Linked DNA regions of Mus musculus: all the other regions are linked to region 4. A link is a contact called in public HiChIP or PLAC-seq and promoter capture Hi-C data. All regions are on one chromosome and are shown on one strand. The core of a region is the stretch at or near the end of the contact, and the rest is flanking DNA. Distances in the headings are between cores, read along the strand shown. Region 1 holds the start of Azin2 (antizyme inhibitor 2). Region 2 holds the start of Fndc5 (fibronectin type III domain containing 5). Region 3 holds the start of Ak2 (adenylate kinase 2). Region 4 holds the start of Gjb3 (gap junction protein, beta 3). Region 5 holds the start of Trim62 (tripartite motif-containing 62). Region 6 overlaps Phc2 (polyhomeotic 2). Region 7 holds the start of 1700086P04Rik (a long non-coding RNA gene).

Region 1 (2,700 bases), core at 18-2,517, 1.6 Mb before region 4:
CACCATGCCTGGCTTAAAACTTGTAAACTCTTTTTTTTTTTTTTTTTTTTTTTCCGAGACAGGGTTTCTCTGTATAGCCCTGGCTGTCCTGGAACTCACTTTGTAGACAAGGCTGACCTCGAACTCAGAAATCCGCCTGCCTCTGCCTCCCAAGTGCTGGGATTAAAGGCGTGCGCCACCACATCCGGCTAAAACTTGCAAACTCTTAACGTAGTATACATAACAGGTACAACAGGGCATTAATCATATGTGTATAACTCAAGGAGCGCGCGCGCGCACACACACACACACACACACACACACACACACACACACCTGTAACCATTACCAAGCACCGGAAAGGTTCCATTCTGTCTCTTCCCAGTCAGCAGCCACATGCGCAGAGACAAGCAGCATTCGGACTTCTACCCGGAGAACTCTTGAATTAGCTTCTGAGCAACACCCTGCGCATGCTAAGCACTCCAAGGAGCCCGGCTCTCAGTCCCTGCCCTTGGAGTGCACAAAGCTGAGATGTTTTATCAGGCAAAAAAAAAAAAAAGGAAAGCAGGTGCGGGTATCTCAGCAACTGATATTAAGGCTCAAGGGAAGGAGGGGAGGGGTCAGACAGAGACAAGGACTGTGAGTCCCATTGCGTTTCGGGGCCAGGGATGGTCCGATAGAGGAAGATATTACACTGGACTCTGATGGATGAACAGGGATTTGTGTATAGAAGAGGAGACATGCTTTGAGTCGAAGCCACATTTCACCAGAGTCTTGTGGATTCTGAGAATGAAGGCATCACCCCGAGCTCGTGAAGCCACAAAAATTCTATTTGAATACATTTTAGCTGGCATTTGAGTTGGGAGTTTAAAATGCCTAGAAGAGGCGATTAAGTAAAAGGTCATATTACAAAATAAGACAGGAGAGGTTTGGGCTCCAAGGGCGGAGCCAGAACTTCACCAGGGGAGGAGCAGGGGGCCATCGACTTCAGCCAGGGACAGAAAAGTTTTCCGGAGTCACTTTTTGAGACGCAGGACGCAGGATCTGCGGCTCAGACCACGTAGACGCCTAGGATTCGAAGGATTTCCCCGCGTGGACCTCCGCGGACATCAGTCAGCCAGCTTGCTTAGCTGCGCAGCTTTGCGGAGCAGCCTCGCAGGGCTGAATGCTTTATGTCCGAATCGACCAATGGGCTGGCGGCACCCGGTTGCCCTGGCTACGGAGCAGGCAGGGGCGGGGCCAGGGCACCGGGGCGGGGCTAGGGCGGGGCTTATATAAGCGAGCGGCGGGCGCAAGGCGGGGCGTGGGGTCGGTGGCTGCTGGGCGCGCGGGGCGCAGGCCGCGGGGCCGGAGCCGGGGGGAGCGAGCGAGCGGAGGCGCCGAGGATCCGATTCACTCGCTGGGGAGACCTATGGGCCGAAGCCGTGTAAATGCGTTTTAAGGCGAGTGCAGGAGATGGCTGGGGGGGAGCCTCGGGGAGCGGGCGTCCTCGGCTTTGGGCGCTGACCCTTCCCCCGGCCCCCCTTGCCTCCTCTCAGCAGGGGCCTCGGCTCCGCAATTGCCACTCCTCCTCGGGGTGTTGCACAAGTTTCGAGGTCACCGGCGACCCCCCCTAGCAGCGCGCCTGGCTCTGGCCCCCGCGAAGGAGGACGGGGCTTGGTAAGGAGGCCTGGGGTTGGGGTGCGGGACCCCCGCCCTGCACTTGAGAGAGCCGTCCCGCGGACAGAACCCACCCGTGGCTCATAGAGCATTCTTAGTGTGTCAGGACCAACCTTTTATAAATGGGGAAACTGACCCAAGGTCATGAAGCAGAGAGCCGACTCGAACTCAAGCTCACGGGTTTTGTTTTTTTTTTTTTTGGCCCTTTAGGTAGGTGTAGTCTGGACTGGAGAAATCCTTCAATTGGAAGGAGACTTCCCCAACTAGGTTTCTCAGATCTGTCCCCACATTTTTTTTCTTCCAATTTCAAATTTCAGAACTGGAAAAGAACTCCAAACCAATCCCATTTAACAGATGGGGGTAATTGAGGCTCTAGCAGACATAACTTCACCATTCCCAGCGAACCTCGGCTTCTCAGGCTTGGGCAAGGGCACAGAACATGACTGGGCAGGGACCGTAGGCCTGGGGAGGTGAGGGATGCAGCCTGTTCCCCAGCGGTTTCCTCCATCTCCCTCTCCCCACAGTGTGTTGCATACTTTCTAAGGCGGTGGCCAAGGCAGCCAGCGGTGCTCCAAGGCAGCGGTTTCCTCCAGCCCCTGGGCTCCTCCTGCTCAGCATGGCTGGCTATCTGAGTGAATCGGACTTTGTGATGGTGGAGGAGGGCTTCAGCACCCGGGATCTGCTGGAGGAGCTCACTCTGGGGGCCTCCCAGGCCACCTCGGTGAGGGGATGGAAATGGGTGTGGGTTGGTTGCCTGTCCTCTTCTCTGTAGGAGACCTCCCATTCTCTCGGTATTGGTATTTGTTTACTTGATATTTACTAGATTGTCCCCTTTATCTCCAATTCTTGGTCCTTGCCCCCACATCTGCCCTCCCTGTGTTTCCTGACTTGAGAAAAGAACAGTATCTCCACCTTCACGGTCTCCCCAGCACTCCAGGTGGGAACTTCGGAGTACCTGCCTTTTGCGCTCTCCCCTTCTACACTCAGGCATACCCAGCTCCAGGAACTTCACGGGAGAACCTCCCTTGTGGTTGGTCCTCTTCTCTCCGAAGCCCCCAGGAC
Region 2 (2,700 bases), core at 180-2,679, 1.8 Mb before region 4:
GAGAGCTAGTGGATAGGTGGTTGGGCACCGAGCGAGGAATAGCTGAATGGAGTTCAGGAGCTGATTAGCTTGAGAAAAAGCAGCCACAAGGACTCCTAGTCCATTGCACTTTCTATAGCCTCATGTTGTCAAGTGAGTGACCTTGAGGGAAGGAGACAGACCCTGAGATGAAGAGCCAGGAGGGGCTGAGCCCTGGCATGGAGCTGAGGGGCAACCTCACATGGTAAGCTGGGCAGAGGGCGCCTAAGGGGAAGGGTCTATGTGAGCCTCTCCATACTCTGTGGGTCCTCACGTGCGAGGAATAGAGGAAGTTAGAGAAGAGGGGACATTCAGAACAGGGTCCCTTGGTGGAGAGACACCAAGATAGCGCAAGGCCTTCTGGGTGAAGGAAGATGGTGAATGGGGAAAACGTCAGAGATAAGTGGGAGAGCAGTAGAGGAGCAGGGCAGAAAGGACCTTCCAGGAGAGGGGAGTAGAGTCACACGGGGTTATATCATGCAAGAGGGCAGGGGCTGTGATTAGAAGCCCTGGCCCTGAGCAGTAGCCCCATACCCCTCAGACAAGTGGACTCAAGGCTTCAGGATTATGCCAGACATTCAGATGGAAAGGGACAGAAGGACACAGACAGGTGGCTGAGGTCACAGAACCAGAGAGCAGACAAGTGGAACATTGGAGACAGGCAAGGAGACAGAAGCAGGGCGAGAAAGAGAGGGAGGCAGCAACAGCTGCCAGGAGGGACAGGATTGGGGTGATCTAGGGAGGCAGAGCCCCATGGGGTGGGCCAGACACTAACTGCAGCAGGGTTTGCGCCCCCCGCCCCCGCCCACGGTCCCCGCAAACACCCTTCAACCTCAGGTTACAGTTCTCTTCATAGTCGTTCCTGCGCAGCTAGCTGCCTATGGGTCCCTGAGAGATCTTTGGGGATACAGAGGGAGGCCCAAGGTGGGGCACTAGTGTCCTCAGCTGCTCTCAGGGCCAGAAAAGGTGGCTGAGGCAAAGACTCAGGGTTAGGGGATGACCTGAAGGGACCAGGAGCCGCAAGAGCTTTAAAAACTCAGGGCTGAGGTGACTGGCAGAGGTTTGGAAGCTGAAGGACGGGTTTAGGGGTCAAGAAGGTTCGGAGGCGCTAGGGTCAGGTTAGGAGAGTAGGGACCAGGTGACACAGGAGGTCCTCAGGGAGCAGGAAGGGAACCGAGGACTTCCCGGTGGCGGCGTGGGAGGGGAAGCTGTTCCCTCCCTCGTCCCCCTCCCCAGGCCCCCTTACCCGCCTGCACCAGCGCGAAGCAGACGCAGCCTAGCCACAGGCGGAGCGCGGCGCGGGGCGGCCAGGCGCACGGCCCTGGGGGCATGGCGACTCCTGGGCCCGGTGACCGCTCGCACTCACGCTCCAGCCCGCGGCCCTCCCGGCCCGGCCGCCCCGCGCCGCCCCGCGCCGCCTGCATATCGGCTCCGCGGACAGCGACTCCCGCGCGGCGGCGGCGGTGGTGGCGGCGGCGGTGGTGGCGGCGGCGGCGGCAGCGGCCGCGTCCACGTCGGGCGCCTGGGGGGCGGGGCGCCCCCGCTGCGGGGAGAGGGCGGGGGCGGGGTGAGGACCGAGGGCGCCCCCACTCCTGTCCCCGCTCTTCACTCTGTGGGCTCCCGGGAAGCCAGGGGCTTTGGGGACCCCGCGGCTCACGCTCTCTGACCGATGCAGGACCCGTAGCACCGTGCCGCGGTCAGTCCCAGCCTTAACCCTGACCTGGCCCCGGTCCCGCTCTTCCTTAGGGAAGAGGGAGGGCAAGTGCTTGGGAGATGCCCATCTGTACCCCATCTCTCACTCCAGCCCACACCCCAGGCACACACACACACACACACACACACACACGAGCTGTAGAGTGTAAGGGGGGTACAGACTCGGTACTCTGGGGAATGTGTGTACTGGGGCCGAAGAGGCTCTCCTCTGACTCCCTGGAGGTCTAGCTGAGACCTCAGACCAGTCCTTTCTTTTTCTTGTGCCTATTTTTAATCCCCTCGAGAGCACTGCGAATATCTGTCAGGCGCAGACACTCTGTAGGCCTTGGCTGGGTTTGGGACTTGGTTCTCTCTGCAGCCCCTTCAGGTCCACTCTGCTGCGGGGCGTCTCATGTAGGTGGATACTGCAGTTTGGTAACTTGTTTTGTCCAAGGACCCACCACGGGCAGGATTTGAATCCAAGGTGGGCTCAACTTCACACACTCCTCACCCAGAGTGACTTCAACACTCCAGCATCTAGAATCTCTCTCTCTCTCTAAAACTGGCACATTCTAGATTATTAAAAGAACAATCTGGAACCGTGTTTCTCCAAGATCAGAGGGCTGTGGTTTCTGGACGCTCTCGGGACCACTATATCCATTCTGACCTGACTGAGCAGTGATTTAGCTAATGGCTCTAAAGTGGTAGGGGCTGGAAGATGTGGCAGATAGCTCCAGCTAATTAGCACACGTTGATAACCCTTTTTTTCCATCACCTTGGGAACAGCCAGGTGCCAGCCTGTCCTCACACACCCTTCTGGCTACTCCTTTGATGGCCTTAGAGGCAGAGAGGAGCCTCCACCCCACATTTACTGTCCTGCCCTAAGGAGAATCCCTATAGGACAGCAGAAGGCTCCCCAGCCTCAGCCTCTTACTTTCTTGGGCTGGAGTCGCAGTCAGAGAGCCAAGGTTAAGGAGTGAGGTTAGACCA
Region 3 (2,700 bases), core at 105-2,604, 1.7 Mb before region 4:
GACAGAGAGAGAGAGAAGGAGGGAGGGAGACGGAGGGAGACAGAGGGGAGGTATCTTTAAAAACATAACAATAAACTCAGCAGTGCTGTGAAGAGGGAGGACAGCACTCATTTGCTTGGGAACGCAACCTTGAAAGAATTCCCTCTTTAGAGCATAGTGATCATCAAAGCTTGGGGTCTGATGGGGAGGTAGAGTTGAGGGGTGGGTGGTTGTGGCCAAAGGCTGGGCAAGAAAGTGACACCAACGGCCCACCATATGAGCTTCCAAGCCCTACGTGCCAGCATAAATCCCAGCCCTGATCTATGGCCCAGATGCCAAGCAAGGGAGGCTCTGCAGTGGGGCAGAAGGCAATCCTTGAGGCCTCTGTGAAACCGATTTCACTAACTTTGAAAAGTCACTGGACCTCTACACCTGTTTTCTTACCTGTTGATCTAGCACGTTAGCGGCCCTCAATTGCTCAATTACAACCATCAGAGCCATCTCATGCTGCTCCATGAGCACTCCCTGCCCCACTCACAACCCCCCATGATGCCCGTGGCTTATGAACCGAATCTATACATTCACCTCCAGTTTTCTGGCCAGCTGGAAAGGTTTTCTCCCATCCCCCCACCCCCAACAACACTGGTGGCTCCCGCGGCTCATGCCTCACTCTTGGCAGAACGCCTCGATAGGCATACACCAGTAACCACTCTGCCCCACGTGGAGACTTCTTAGTACCCCTAATCATTAGCCATTAAAAAAATTAAAAGTTTCACCCCCTTATGCCTAGAAATTATCCCTGACTCAGGGCAATACGCTCTCAACTCCGAGGGCGACTTGGTCACAAAGCTTTCTCCCATTCGGGCCTGTGATCCAGAGCTTCAGCCTGGGGGATCGCCCTGCCTTTCACAATTTTCAAGTAACAGTCCCTGGATGCCCTAACACGATCCTGGGTTCCCCCAAGAACCTCCACCCAGCCTCCCCCTTACTGCGACTGGGACCCTCCCCTAAACACCGCGCCACAACTGGAGACCCCGCGAGGGTCCCTGCAGGCCAGGGCTCACCACCCAGCTCCGGGGCGGGAAAGGAGCTTCCGGCTCTCCGACCGCCCTGACCTTGTAGCTTCTCGGGCTCCACCGCCCGACACGGAACCGACACTCACCTGCGTCCCCTTGCCAGCCCCGGGCGGCCCCAGCAACACGGCCCGGATGCCCTTCGGAATCTCCGGTTCGGAAGCCAACACGTTGGGAGCCATGTCTTCCAAAGCTTCACTCCAACAGCCAGCCGCACACCTCACAGGTCTAGCGCTTCCAGGCCAGCGTACATCCTACTCCGGGCTCACACTGGTCGCTCGCCGCATCCGTCAACCCTCTCTACCCGCCCCCGAACTTGACGGGCACTTTCATTTACCAATCGTACGACGAGACTAAGAAAATTCTGTTTCCGATTGGGCAGAATTGGGAACGAGGAAGAGGCGGGCCAGCCTGGGAAGAGCTGGGGCAACAGAGCGCGTGCGGCTCTCGGCTGGTGTATGGAGTGGGCGGGAAAAACGAGAAGGAAGCCTGGAGCGGGTGAAGTTCTAGTTTGGCCTTTGACAGTTAATAACTCCAGAGTCTCTGTTTGAGCCCCGTAAAATTGCCTGTGAGAGTGTAAGTGGGTAAAATCACTCCCAGGAAACAAATTGGCAATAACGTAACCTTTGGACCAGTAATTCCACTTCCAAGAATTCAAAGGCAGAAACAAGGAATATGTAATGAGTTCCTGACAAAGATGTTGATGTCTAATAATAAGATTGGTTAAGTAAATTCCAACAAGTTTGTAATCTGACACCCTCTCCCTCCAGAACACCCCCATTGAACAGCACCATAACTTTGGCTATTTGGGAAGATCACATTTAAAGCTTGTCAAGGCCACGACGGTGAATTCAAGGCCAGCCTGGGCAGTTTAATGAGACCTTGTCCCAAAATGAAAATGAAGATAGCTGGGGCTGGCTATAGTACAGAGACAGAAGTTTTGGGCTCAATCCCCAGGACTGTAAAAATAAAACACATATGCATATATGAACACAGACAACCTTCCTGACTTTTAAGTCAGCAGAAAGACAGTTTTTATCCAGAGAGATGAGCCTGTCTTGAACAAGGCAATGATGTCGCCAGCTTTTAGGTGTGTCAAAGTTTCATCCTGTCCCAAAGGAGCCTTTCTCAACTGTAAGTGCAAGTGTGATTAGGAAACCATTCTTGCCCCACAGGCACAGTGCAACCATTTTCTACACCCTAGTGGTAAATGATGTTAACCAGCTAGCCAGATGGCTCAGCTAGTATAGACACTTGCCACCAAACTCTGAGGACCTGCGTTTGATTAACAAGACCCCACCCCCAATGAAAGAAAGAAGAGAACCAACTCCCACAGGTTGTCCACCGAGCTCCACATGTGTGCTGTGGTACACATATCTGCGCGTACATATATGTTCACACACAGAAAATAAGAAATAAATTCAAATGAAAAAAGAGAAACTAACATTCATACTTCTTGCTCATCCTGGATTTTCATGGGAGCCAGCTTGATCTGGTTGGGTTCTCTTAGTGGCCTTGAAGGAAGCAGGGGTTTATTGTGTCCTTTTTAAGACCGGAAGCGGAAGTAAGAGCTGATCACTATATAATTACATGGTCACAGGATTACAAGTAACACTGTGAACTAAGGGGCAGGGCAAAGTTCAGTCAC
Region 4 (2,700 bases), core at 89-2,588:
CCAGAGCACCCACAGTACAGGCCTGATGGAAGGTATCCCAGGGACCAGGAAATGAGATGGGTGTCAAGGAAGCTGGGGGTGGAAGGTGCTTCAAGAAGAAAGGCGGGACTCTGTGACAGCTGTTTCAGGAGGTCACGGATTTATTACTGTGTGGGATTTAGCATCGTGGAGATCAGAGTTACCTTGACAAGGCTTTTCTTGTAGCACAGCAGGGACAGAAATCTTCTGGTGGGTTGAAGCATGAGTGGGAGGTGAGGAAATGGGACCAGGCATTTTGCTCTGAAGTCTAGGGAAATAATTGAGAATGAGCAGCAGGTGGCAGGGTCAGGGTCCCCCAATCCCATCACCCAGGCACATTAGCAGAGTCATCCAGAAAAAAAAAAAAAAAAAAAAAAAACAACAACAACAAAACTGGCACTGCCCAGCCATAGTGCTGATAATTGCTCTGCCCATAGCAAGCACAAGGTAGCCTCTGCCACAGGGCTTTGCCGTAGCCAATGCCAACGTCACTGAGGTCCCTGGAGTTGGCTCTGTTACTTCTATGTGTCCCTGGGTTTATCTCGGGGCCTCTCCTTTTCTCTTTTCAATGTAGATCAGAGATCTTTCCTTTGCGTGCTGTATGAATGATATGCAGCTCCTAAGAGAAGCAACCTTGTCTCAGGCGCTCCGCTCAGGCGAACGGGAATCCTTCTGGGTAGTAGGAGACAGTAACAGAGCCTCCTAATGTAGGCTGCCTTTTGTAGATCAGAAGCCCGCATCAATGGATATCGTCCCAGCAAGTGGAATGAATGGTTACCAGGGTCGGGCATCAGTCATCTCTGTCTAGACAGTGAAGCCTCGGGCAAGGTTGTGAGTAAGATCTGGGGATCCCAGGGAAACCCTGGATTTCCGTTCCTGGGGCGATAGGGCTTTTAGGATCTCAGTCCTGGCCCACGAATAAGACTGAACATCTTAGTCTCCAGAGCCCCTCAAGCGCAGGTCTCCCACCCTTCACAAGCTGGGCCTCCCACCCTGCTTCACACTCCTTTGGGCAGACTGGGTCATCTAAAATCTCTCCAAACACCATCCTTGCCCCTGAGATTTCTTTTCCTGGTTGTGTCCCTTCCGGTGGCCAGCACAGTGTGAGCCCCGAAAGACTGTCTCAAAGATACACTGCCTCCCTGGAAAATGCCATCAGGGATGCAAACAGGGCGGGAGGGGGGCCCCCAAGAGCGTACGAAAACTTTGAAACTTTGCAGCAGGCTGGGATCCAAATGGGCAGGGCGCAGACGGGGTATCCGTGGTAACCAGCGTAGGCGTGTCATTTATTGCCATCCCTACTGCCACGGCACTTAACAGTTTGCAAGGTGTTTCACACCCTAATGTCATTGCAGTCCTTGCAACAGCCCTGCCAGTGGCCACCAATGCCCCCATTCCACAGGCGAGCACGCGGAGCCTCCGCAAAGGAGCCTGCTGTTCCCTAGTCAGCGCAGCTGCTCCTGGATTAGAACTTGCATCCCTGAGGCGACTCCGGGCTCCTCCCCGGCCGCCCCTCCTCCACGCTGCCTCTGGCTGTGCTGGCCAGGAGCCTCACCGAGGCCACAGAGCTCGGCTTGGCTCCCGCCTCGTTCCTCCTCTGCTGTGGGTCTTGGGCACGTGGAGCCAGGCTCCCACGGTGGCGGCGCCGCTGACTGTAAGTACCGGGAAGGGGCGACAATCCAAGGCAGCTGAGAACCCCTCTCTATGGGGATCCCCTGGGGGGCTGGACTGGGGCCTGCCCACGCGCCCAGCATGGAGATTTAATGCTGCAGAAGCGCAGGGAAGGAGCACCCTAACCCAAAGCTCTGCTCCCCGCCCCCACTCCCACTTCCACCCCACACACTCATACATACACCAGCATTCTGGAGCAGGTGGCGGTTCCGGACACTGGAAGGTTCACAGAAGGGGACATACACACCCGCACGCGCGCGCGCGCGCGCGCGAGTCACAGGTTCACAAAGCTCCCAAACTGTCTAGAAAGGAAGGAAACGGGGCCCGGGGCCCAAGAGGGGAGCTATACCTTTGGGGCCAGCCACAGTGCTGCGGGGTAGAAAGAGATGGAGCGGTTGGGTCCCGCAGCTGGATAAAAACTGGATTAAAAAAATAGTAATAATCGTTCTAGTAGCTGGAAACGGGAGTTGGGGGGCAACAGGGGATCCAGAACCGGCTCTGCCAGTCCTCAGCACGGGCTAGGCGAGAAATTCTTTTCAGGTGAGTCTGTCTCGGGGTGTGTCTTAGAAGGGACTAGGTAGCCTGCACCAAAATGGGGAGCCCCAGACGTGGCATCCTTAGGGGGTACCGGGTGGAAGGAACTCCTCCTCCCCTTCACTCTCCTTGAGCACTCCCAGGAAGAGCCGGCTGGGGAGGGAACAGTCGAAGATTCTTGCAGTAATCCAAGATAAGAGATAAGGAACAGGGTTAGCGACATTACAGAATTCTCTTGGATTTCTCCCAGCTAGTAAACGCAGTCCTGGCATTTCCTGGGGGGTCAGAATCCAGGTGCTAATCTTTGGCCCTCCCTGGAAGGTTTAAAAGTAAGTGCCAGGACCAAACCCATAAGGGTCTTCACGCTCTAGGGCTTCCCAGATACCCCCATCTAGTCGAGAACTGAGATTCTCAAAAGACAGACCCTGTGGAGGGCAGCAATACTGCCATCTAATTCCTGGCTCGGTTGGTCCTCTG
Region 5 (2,700 bases), core at 8-2,507, 1.6 Mb before region 4:
CAAGAGGGGTCATCACCAGGCCTTGGGAATTCCTAGAAGCTTGTCTTCCCCTCCTCCAAATCTTGTCTAATTCTCCAAATCTTGAATCTTTAATTCCTGGTTCCACTCTCAATTGGCCCCTACTCTGGTTTAAATTTTAAAAAAAAGGTTCTTGTCATATCTGAACTTGAGGCCGACCTTAGACTCTCACCTCACATACCTTGATCTAATCTTGGCACCCAAACCTGCCCTCTGAACAATTTGCACGTCTTAAGCTTAACTCTCACTTTCATCATCCAACCGAGGCCCAGGCCTCACTCTAGATCTCAATGAACACCTGGAGCAGCAAGCCGCATCCCACAATGCCCCAAACATTCCAGAATTCTGTAGCTGCATTTAGAGTAGCTCACCCCTCCCACACACCCCACTTCGACTCCCAGGTTAGCTTTGATAGTGGTCCTTCCTTTGCCCAAAAGTCCAGAAGGAGCTGCTGTCTCCCATTCTGTCTCAGCCTCAGCCAGCATCTGGTCCAGCTGTAGCTTCCTCTCTCCATCATCCTATCCCACCTCGACCTGTCTCCCATCCAGATCTCTCTCAAGCCCATTTGACACAGTGATGCTCAAGGGACCCGCCCCTGCCCCGCCCCTCACAGGAGCCACGCCCCTTTGGCATTAAGCCGGCCTGTGGCCCTTGCCCCTATTGGAACCCTGACCCCACCTACAGCCCCGCCTGTCCGCCTCGCACCTGCAACTCCTCGAAGGCATCGTCGATGCCAGTGACCTGGTGTTGCTCGTGCAGCGCGGGCTCATCACAGAAGAAGCAGAGCAGTGCGCGGTCCGTGAGGCAGAAGAGCTTGACCTTGTCGTGAGCCTGGCAGGGTCGCGCGGCTCGGCGCGCGTTGAGGATGGCGTCCAGCGGGAAGGCGCTGTAGCGCTCCACGATGTTGGCCAGCTTGAGGCTGGGCGCGAGCGCGGGCTCGGCGAACGTGCGCCGGCACTCCGGGCAGTCGCGGGCGCCCTGAGCCTCCTGCCGCACCCAGTGCTCGGTGATGCAGCGGCGGCAGAAGTAGTGCTCGCAGCCCAGGCTCACCGGGTCCTGGTAGATGCTCAGGCAGATGGAGCACAGCAGCTCGTCCTTGAGGCTGCACGCCATGGCGCCAGGGGCGGCGCGAAGCGGAGCCCGGGAGGCCGGCGGCCGGCGCGGCGCGATTGGGGGCGGTACCCGGGGGCCAGGCCCACGGGGGCACGGGCGACAGGCGCCGGGGAGCGCGGGGGGAGCTGTCTGCGACGCCGGAGGCGCGAGGGCTCGGTGCCGAGTGGGTGCCACCCGGGATGCGAGCACCGGAGCTCGGTTTCGAGGTCCTAGGTGGCCACCAGCGATGGGCGCTGGAGGAGAGAGGCCGAGGGCGTCCCAAGGAAGGGGCTCCAGGCGAGGAGGATCTAGAGGACCAGACACTCCCAAGGGATAGATGCTGCGAGGAGGAGATCCCGAAGAGGGGCGGAATCCCGGGACCCGAAAAGCTTTGAGAGGGGGTCGAGCTGGGGATGGGGAATTCTGCGGGACAGAGCAGCCAGACCCAGCCGCACCGCGGCTTTGCCCGGCAGAGCAGAGGAGGGGTGCCGGCCCACTCAGCTGCCCGACCCTGGCCGCAGATCCCGGCCCCGCGCGGCCCCTTACCCGCACCAGCTCAGCGGCCACCGCTTCGGTCCAGCGCAGCCTCTCAACCCGGAACCAGCCGAGCCGAACTGCCCGGCGCCCAGGCTCCCTCTCCGCCCCCGCGGGCGGGACCCGAGCCGCTCCGCCCCCGCGGCGGGCGGGGGGAGGGGAGGGGCCTCCAGACCCCGCCTCGCTGCCACTGTGCTCCTGACCCCCAGGGACGGGAAAAACAGCTGTTTCTTCTGGGTCTGCACAGCTGTCAGGTTTGTTTAGGGTCCTGGCGGCAGGGGGCGAGAGGACAGCTAATGAAGAAAAAGTGAGAAGATAGCACCTAAGGAACATCTCTCCGGATGATCAATTTGAAGAACTAAGGGCAATAATAACTGAGTATTAAGACAAGACGGTGCTCTGTAGTCTGCATAGAATATATAATGTTTGCATAGATTGTAGTGATAAAATTAGAGACTTGCCCTGTTGGCATGGGCTAAGTTCAAAGTCGCCATTCTCCTAAACCTTTAGGTTCTATTTCCTCTTCCCTTTCTAAGGAGGGCTCTTAGTAGAAGATTGTGGAGAGAACCCTGCCTAACGTCTAGCTCAAAGGTTCTTTCCATTCATCGGATGTTTCTGCATTGCTGTGTGAGCATGTGTGTGAGTGTGTGTGTGTGTGTGTGTGTGTGTGTGTATAAGAAGTTGGAGTAAGAAAAAAAGTATAATGGGAGACCTTGTCATCTCTGCCAGATGGAGGGGAGGAAAGGGATTTCTAAGAAGGTGAAAGAGAGAGACAGACAGACAGAGAGACAGACAGAGACAGGGAGAACAGAAGCATGAGTGGGGGGGGGCACATGGAGACCTGCATGCTGTTCTGTTCTGTTCTGTTCTGTTGAGAGTGGGATAAGGAAGAAGTTTGGGGAAGGTGAAAGGCATGGGCATCTTAGAGAAGAATTTCTTGAAGGTGTTGGGCTTTCGAGCAGAAAAATGGCCTGCCTTGGTTTGGGTTTCTTGGTGTGCAAGATACACACTACATCATCAGTACAGTGAAGGAGGGGGACCCTTTGCATGCATGCA
Region 6 (2,700 bases), core at 32-2,531, 1.4 Mb before region 4:
GAAGTGGCATTTCTGCAGACCTGCTTATGACAGCTACTATTCTTTAGTCCACTCGCCATCTCACTGTAGAGGATTTCCTCAGCACAGGAGAGTGAGAGCACCAACTCAGATCCAGACCCTTGTCAAGGCAGGGTGACCTCTAGATGCAGAGGCAGGAAGGCACCTACAAGGACTCACCAGCCAGCTGGAGAGAGTTCAGGCTGGTCCAAGCCTTCAAGAGTCTGACGGGTTCAGAACCAGGTTCTCCCTATCTACAGACGACACATACAGACACATAAACTATGTTATACCAGAATGCTGAGGGGTTTTCCCCACGTGTGTATGTAAGGGTAGAAGTCTAAGGTTGACAACAGATGTCTTGGCTGGCTACAGCATGAGAACAAGCTAATGAAATTAACAAAGAATTTAAGGAGATAGTAACTGGTAACCTGGCTCAACAAGCAAGCCACTCTGGCAGACTTGCTCCAGGGTCAGCGCTGCCACCAAGCTCCCTGCTTTCCTTTGCCCAGCCTGTTGAGAATATGTGAAGCACCTGCAAAACGATGCAAGCTGAGCCTGTATCCAGGAGACAGGAGGCCACAGCTGGTCCCAGAGAGGAAAGTAGAGTGGTTAGGCCAGTGAAAAAGTCTGGGGCCAACCTTCATAATCTCTTTACTTATATTCCAAATCCCTAGAGAAATTTCTGGCACTGTGACAGTGAGGGAGGTGTCCCTTCCCAAGAGAGAGAAGCCAGGCATGGCAGAGTCGGAGTGGTGGGCTGGAGTTCAATCTAGGCACTCCACAAAGAGATTTACAGGGCTAACGCTCTTTTAAAAAAGCAAGTGTGGCTACAACCATTCAGATCTTGCTGGGAATTAGCTGCTTTGCTCAGGTAGGCAGACCAAGTCCAGCTGAAAGGGCCTTATTTCTTCAGATAAGGCAACTAGGCCTCAGGACTGAGGGGATTTAGAGTCAAGTATGAGTTAAACTTTGGGCTTGTTTGTGAGCATGTTTCCAGAGAGGTTTAATGGAGGTGGGAAGCCCCACCTTGAAATCGGGTTGGCACCATTCCAGTGTGACCAGTGGCTCCCAGCCCCCGGCGCCATGCCTGCTCTGTCACGTGACTGAAACACGCCCTCTTCCCTTAGGCTGCTCTTGTTGCCTGTTTCGCATCAGCAACATGAAGAACACTGAAGGTCATGAAAGACCTGAGCAGAGGCGGTTTCATTTCCCTGCAGTGGGCTACGAGGGTGAAGCAGGTAGGGAGGGGAGGGCTGTGCGTGACTAGCTGGGACCAGTGTGAGGGCACTTGAGGCAGGTGGCAGGAAATGACAAGGAGGCTGAGGCGTCACCTGTGGTCTGGGACCTCAGGGTAGGGAACTGGCAACGATCTAGGTGAGCAATCTAGGAGAGCGACTCCGGGATGGGAGGGAGCCGTGGACTAATAGGAAAAGGAGCAGGGCAGGCAGGATCCAGGCTGCGCTCCGCATCCCAGTCAGAAGGGAAGTAGCACATGATCTTTCAACAGGCCTAACACACCATTAGTTAATGCCACATCTCCCACACCTACAATTTAGGATGAGTCATTTCTCCCACCAAGTTTTACACTAAATTTAGACAATGACCACACATGCATCTCCCATGCAGATGGCACAAGTTACAGGTGTGCTTTTTAGAATTCAAGCAAAAGTGAATGTCATTTGGAAGATGGTATCTTCTAGGGCATATACCAAAGGAGCTCTTAGTGGTGAGAAAATTTCAGGCTCCTCCCACACTGGGCCCTCTGAGTCCTAGGGAGCCAATGCCTGTAAACTTTTCAGTTCTTCTAAGGACAGAGCTGTTAGACAGAAGGCCTGTCACCTGGAGGCCACAAGCCATGGCTGTTGCAGTTCTGAAGAACCTCTCTGGAGAAGGAACAAACGCGGTGACAGAGGGTCCTGTTGGCCACTGTGCCAGCACAGCAAGGAGATTCACAGGCACAGAAGCAAGACTCTGGATCCAGACCTCGGGGGAGGGAGCTGGCCAGCAGAATGGGAAAGTAGGGGAGCCAGGGGACCTCAAGCCAGCCTGAGTGTCACTTCAGGCTGACCTCATGGAGGCTAGGTTAGCAGGCCAGGAGGGCAGACGAGCGTCTCAGTATTTTGGGTAAGAGCTGAATGTCTCTATCTACAACTTGGCTGGAGGACCAACCCCTCCCTCCTGGCAGCCACTACTGTACAGCTGACTCTCATGCCGTCTCTCAGGACAGAGGCAGACTCACCCCAAATCACAGGCTAGAGTGTGCAGAAGCTCAATTGTAAACAGCTGGATGTCTTCCAAGCTGTCACCCAGAGCTAGGAGGGAAGCAATCAAATCAGGCAGCAGCCACCCTCCCCCATGCAGCTAAGGACAAGGGAGCAGTGGGCGCGTTCCACCCAGAGCCCTGACCTGCTCCCTAGCTCTCAGGCTGAGTGCCACAATGGGCTGAGCTCAGATGAAGAGGTTGCAGTGGGAGTGGAATTAGCTCCTGTAGGACCACAAAGTGACTTCCAACAGGCTGTCCTGGCTTCTAGCACCAGGAATGCTGGCTAGTCCTGGTTGCAGAGGCAAGGCAAAGCCTTGTCTGTTCTGCTTGACAGCGAAAGCCCAGCTCTGGGTCTCGCAGCTTGTCTCCATCACAGTGGTCTGCAGACACTAAGATTTTATACAGCATCTGGGACCAAGGGCGAGGCTAGAGATCAA
Region 7 (2,735 bases), core at 83-2,582, 1.7 Mb before region 4:
GCACGTTAGGAACCACAAGGTGCCTGCCAGTGGCTTAGCACAGCACGCAGTGCCCAGGGTGCCCCTAGAGCTGTTAGTGAGCTGCCTTCTCTCATCATCTGCATCTCAACTTTCAGCAGCGGTTGTGTGGAAGAACACGCCTTCTGCAATGCTGCTGCTAAGTGCGCCCCTAGCCATATGGACACACCCCTCGGAAGCGCGGCCCCTTCAGTAGGACATTTTCATTCTCTCTCCTATAACAAATATTCCTTCTCAATCATTACGATAACACGCACATACACACACCTCTCCCTTCCTGGGCAAAGAGAAAGAAAACAAAACAAAACAAAAAAAACCCCTGCTCACCCGGATATTCTGACTTAATGGACAGTTCCCTTCTCTTAGCACTCAGCCACCACCTCAAGCCACCTCAAGCAAGTAGGTATAGGGTGCTGAGTGCCATCAGACCGGTTGCAAGGCTGGTCTGAGGGTCGGTTACTCGTGATCGTCCGTCCTCTACCTCCTGCTGGGCACCATCCTCTCCTCCCTCAAGGTGTGTGACACCCGTTGCACCCGGGACGACCCCCGCGGCCACGCCCCCGCGCTCACCCGCAGTCAGGGGCCGGACACCAGCGGCAGTCGGGGTCCGAGGCCAGGTACCGGCGCAGCATGAACTCTTCGTACTTGTGCATGAGCGGCGGGTCGGCCAGCAGCAGACGGATGTCGTGTGGGTTGAGCCGCTCGCTGCACTCGGGGCAGCTGATGGGCACGCGGCTCTCGCTGATCTCCAGGCGCAGGTAGTGGCGGAGGCAGTCCCGGCACGAGCGATGCGGGCAGCTGAGGAGGCGCGGGGCCCGCTCGGGCGGCAGGCGCACCAGGCACAGCGGGCACTCCACCTCCTCCGCGCCGCCGCCCTCCGCCGCCTCGTCCTCCTCCGGCCCGGCAGCCACGGCCTCCGCCTCAGCCTCGGCAGCGGGCTCGGAGGGCAGAGCTTCCACCGGCGGGGCCTGAGCCTCAACCGGGGCCGGAGCGGGCGGCGGCGGCGGCGGCGGCGCAGCCGGGGGCGGCGGTTCGGCCTGAGGCTTGGTCCGGGCGCGGCGGCCGCGGGCCGAGGCGGAGAAGACGCTGTGGAAGGTGAGGCGCCGGCGCCGGCCGCCGCTGCGGCACTTAGGGTCGGGGGCGGCCGCATGGAGCGAGGTGGAGCGCGGCGACTCGGAGTCCTTCTCGGAGCCCATGGCCCGCAGAGGCTGAGGAGCCAGGGGCGCCCAGCGCCGCCGTAGCTCCCGCCTCAGCGCCCCCTCCCAGCCGGCGCCCCGGCCGCCGCCGCCGCCGCCACCGCCTCGGCAGTCCTCCCAGAGACAGAAGCCGACCAGCCGCTACGAAGTGGTTATAAAGCCTCCGCCCCGCGCGCCGCGGGCAACTGCGCAGGCGCCGGCCTCAGACACCTCACAACCCGCGCGGCCCCGCGAGAGGAGCTGGGCGGGGCCTGGAGGGCGGGGCCTGCAGGCTGCGGCGAAGCCCCGCCTTCTGCGGTCAGGTGGTCCGGCGCAGCCATATTTTGCACAGGCTCCACCCTCCGTTCCTTGTCCAGGAGTCAGGGGTCTTCTTTTCAATGAGGATGCCTTCATTTCGTCTGTAAAAAGAAGACGAGCGTTGATCTGGTAGTGATTCCCGCCGATCCACCGCCCAACATTTCTGTTGATGCTAGCCATTAAGTGGTAAGGAATATAGTCACTCATTGAAGATCCTCAAAGTGAGCCGCACTTCTAGATAAGACAGGCAGGCTCCCCTATCTTCAAGAATGAGTCCAGAGTTTTCATTCTAGCATTTGCTGTTTTCTGTCAACTAGTGAACTTACTCCTAAGCTGTATCTCTCAGGTACTCTGGTTAGTCACTGTTGGTAGAAAGAGGCCCAACAATTTCGCTTCTAGAAATGGTTTCTTTCAGTCCCCCTTCCCCAGTTCCTCTAACAAAAGACCCTTAGGCTTGGTGATGAGAAAAGCAAATACCTTCAACAGCAGCAAAGCCAGGTCAGGATTAGATTTTGGCTTAGAGAAATGAGAGAGGGAGGCTTATGATAGAGAATTTTCTTTCCATGAAAAATATGTCCGAAGATCGACAGTTCAAGCTTCTGTCTTAAGCTCACCTCATTCTGCCATATTCCAAACGGTGGGAAGAAAAATGTCTTATTTTAAGAAGACTGCTTAGGAAGTTCTGCCCAGTTTTGCTTGAATCTCATTGGTTAAAACAATCATCTTGATGCATCTTTCTTTAAAGATAAAAACAGTGTCTTGTTATTAATAAGGAATGGCAGTGAAGGCTTACAGTGATTCACTTGTCTAGCATGCCTTAAGGAGATGGGGGTGGGGATCGTGCAATGTAGGAACAGATATGTGAACATAGTAAGTTGTTTGATTTTTTTTTCCTGGCCAATACTTAAAACCAGATCCGCAACTCTTTAAACTTTTGAGATTACAACAACACAGCAAACGAAGCCCATTGGAAGAAATGTCCGGTAATGAAAACTAAGAACAGGGTCTAGTGGCCTAAGAAGGTATGATGTCATAGATGATCAAGCAGGTGTGATGTCATAGATGCCAAGACAATTTGTTTGCAAGAGGAAGTGGTCAGCCGTCAATTGTGACAAATGCTGCCAAGAACCCAAGAAAGAGAAGGACAGAAAAATATGACGGCTGGAATTGACAACACCAGGACTTTGTGTGTGTGTGTGTGTGTGTGTGTGTGTGTGTGTGTGT

Evidence for each region. Promoter capture Hi-C pulls out the DNA fragments that hold promoters and counts their contacts. HiChIP or PLAC-seq counts read pairs in DNA pulled down with a chosen protein or histone mark.
Region 1: a promoter capture Hi-C map of embryonic stem cells shows a contact between it and region 4, with 4 times the contacts expected there. The contact joins the promoter of Azin2 here to the promoter of Gjb3 in region 4. A contact is called at or near these places in 1 of 39 promoter capture datasets (embryonic stem cells) and 1 of 115 datasets of contacts at active chromatin or transcription factors (embryonic stem cells).
Region 2: a promoter capture Hi-C map of embryonic stem cells shows a contact between it and region 4, with 3 times the contacts expected there. The contact joins the promoter of Fndc5 here to the promoter of Gjb3 in region 4. A contact is called at or near these places in 2 of 39 promoter capture datasets (cranial neural crest and embryonic stem cells) and 2 of 115 datasets of contacts at active chromatin or transcription factors (embryonic stem cells and forebrain).
Region 3: a contact with region 4 is called in an H3K27ac HiChIP or PLAC-seq map of embryonic stem cells, with 5 times the contacts expected there. The contact joins the promoter of Ak2 here to the promoter of Gjb3 in region 4. A contact is called at or near these places in 2 of 39 promoter capture datasets (embryonic stem cells and hippocampal neurons) and 2 of 115 datasets of contacts at active chromatin or transcription factors (both in embryonic stem cells).
Region 5: a promoter capture Hi-C map of embryonic stem cells shows a contact between it and region 4, with 4 times the contacts expected there. The contact joins the promoter of Trim62 here to the promoter of Gjb3 in region 4. A contact is called at or near these places in 3 of 39 promoter capture datasets (embryonic stem cells, hippocampal neurons and stem cell-derived epiblast-like cells) and 6 of 115 datasets of contacts at active chromatin or transcription factors (astrocytes, embryonic midbrain, embryonic stem cells and 3 more).
Region 6: an HNF4G HiChIP or PLAC-seq map of pancreatic cancer cells shows a contact between it and region 4. The contact joins the enhancer-like site here to the promoter of Gjb3 in region 4. A contact is called at or near these places in 2 of 39 promoter capture datasets (the C10 cell line and embryonic stem cells), 9 of 115 datasets of contacts at active chromatin or transcription factors (acute myeloid leukemia, astrocytes, embryonic forebrain and 6 more) and 1 of 9 other capture datasets (embryonic stem cells).
Region 7: a contact with region 4 is called in a promoter capture Hi-C map of embryonic stem cells, with 5 times the contacts expected there. The contact joins the promoter of 1700086P04Rik here to the promoter of Gjb3 in region 4. A contact is called at or near these places in 3 of 39 promoter capture datasets (embryonic stem cells, frontonasal cranial neural crest and hippocampal neurons), 1 of 15 datasets of contacts at CTCF or cohesin (the NIH/3T3 cell line) and 2 of 115 datasets of contacts at active chromatin or transcription factors (embryonic stem cells and forebrain).

Annotation. Positions count from the first base shown.
Region 1 is chr4:128,961,022-128,963,721 of GRCm38.p6, reverse strand. It overlaps Azin2 (antizyme inhibitor 2), which reads left to right and starts at 1,267. Exons shown (of 11, transcript NM_172875.4): 1 at 1,267-1,421; 2 at 1,518-1,638; 3 at 2,163-2,359. The coding sequence starts at 2,255.
Region 2 is chr4:129,135,728-129,138,427 of GRCm38.p6, reverse strand. Fndc5 (fibronectin type III domain containing 5) reads right to left here and starts at 1,429. Exons shown (of 6, transcript NM_027402.4): 1 at 1,265-1,429. The coding sequence starts at 1,349.
Region 3 is chr4:128,991,878-128,994,577 of GRCm38.p6, reverse strand. Ak2 (adenylate kinase 2) reads right to left here and starts at 1,354. Exons shown (of 7, transcript NM_016895.4): 1 at 1,142-1,354. The coding sequence starts at 1,234.
Region 4 is chr4:127,329,474-127,332,173 of GRCm38.p6, reverse strand. It overlaps Gjb3 (gap junction protein, beta 3), which reads left to right and starts at 1,338. Exons shown (of 2, transcript NM_001160012.1): 1 at 1,338-1,672. It overlaps Gm40251 (a long non-coding RNA gene), which reads right to left. Exons shown (of 4, transcript XR_868156.3): 1 at 2,039-2,700; 2 at 183-286.
Region 5 is chr4:128,882,601-128,885,300 of GRCm38.p6, reverse strand. Trim62 (tripartite motif-containing 62) reads right to left here and starts at 1,257. Exons shown (of 5, transcript NM_178110.3): 1 at 724-1,257. The coding sequence starts at 1,131.
Region 6 is chr4:128,733,977-128,736,676 of GRCm38.p6, reverse strand. The region is part of intron 9 of Phc2 (polyhomeotic 2); the gene reads right to left. Among named protein-coding and RNA genes, the nearest start is that of Gm33712, 7.8 kb to the right of the region's middle. Within about 2 kb of position 1,281, at least 235 of the 459 cell types and tissues checked have an H3K27ac peak or open chromatin away from gene starts, as enhancers often do. A contact at or near this core is called in astrocytes, embryonic forebrain, embryonic stem cells and 1 more, where this site is marked.
Region 7 is chr4:129,056,750-129,059,484 of GRCm38.p6, reverse strand. It overlaps 1700086P04Rik (a long non-coding RNA gene), which reads left to right and starts at 1,332. Exons shown (of 2, transcript XR_868180.3): 1 at 1,332-1,697. It overlaps Rnf19b (ring finger protein 19B), which reads right to left and starts at 1,341. Exons shown (of 9, transcript NM_029219.2): 1 at 589-1,341. The coding sequence starts at 1,214.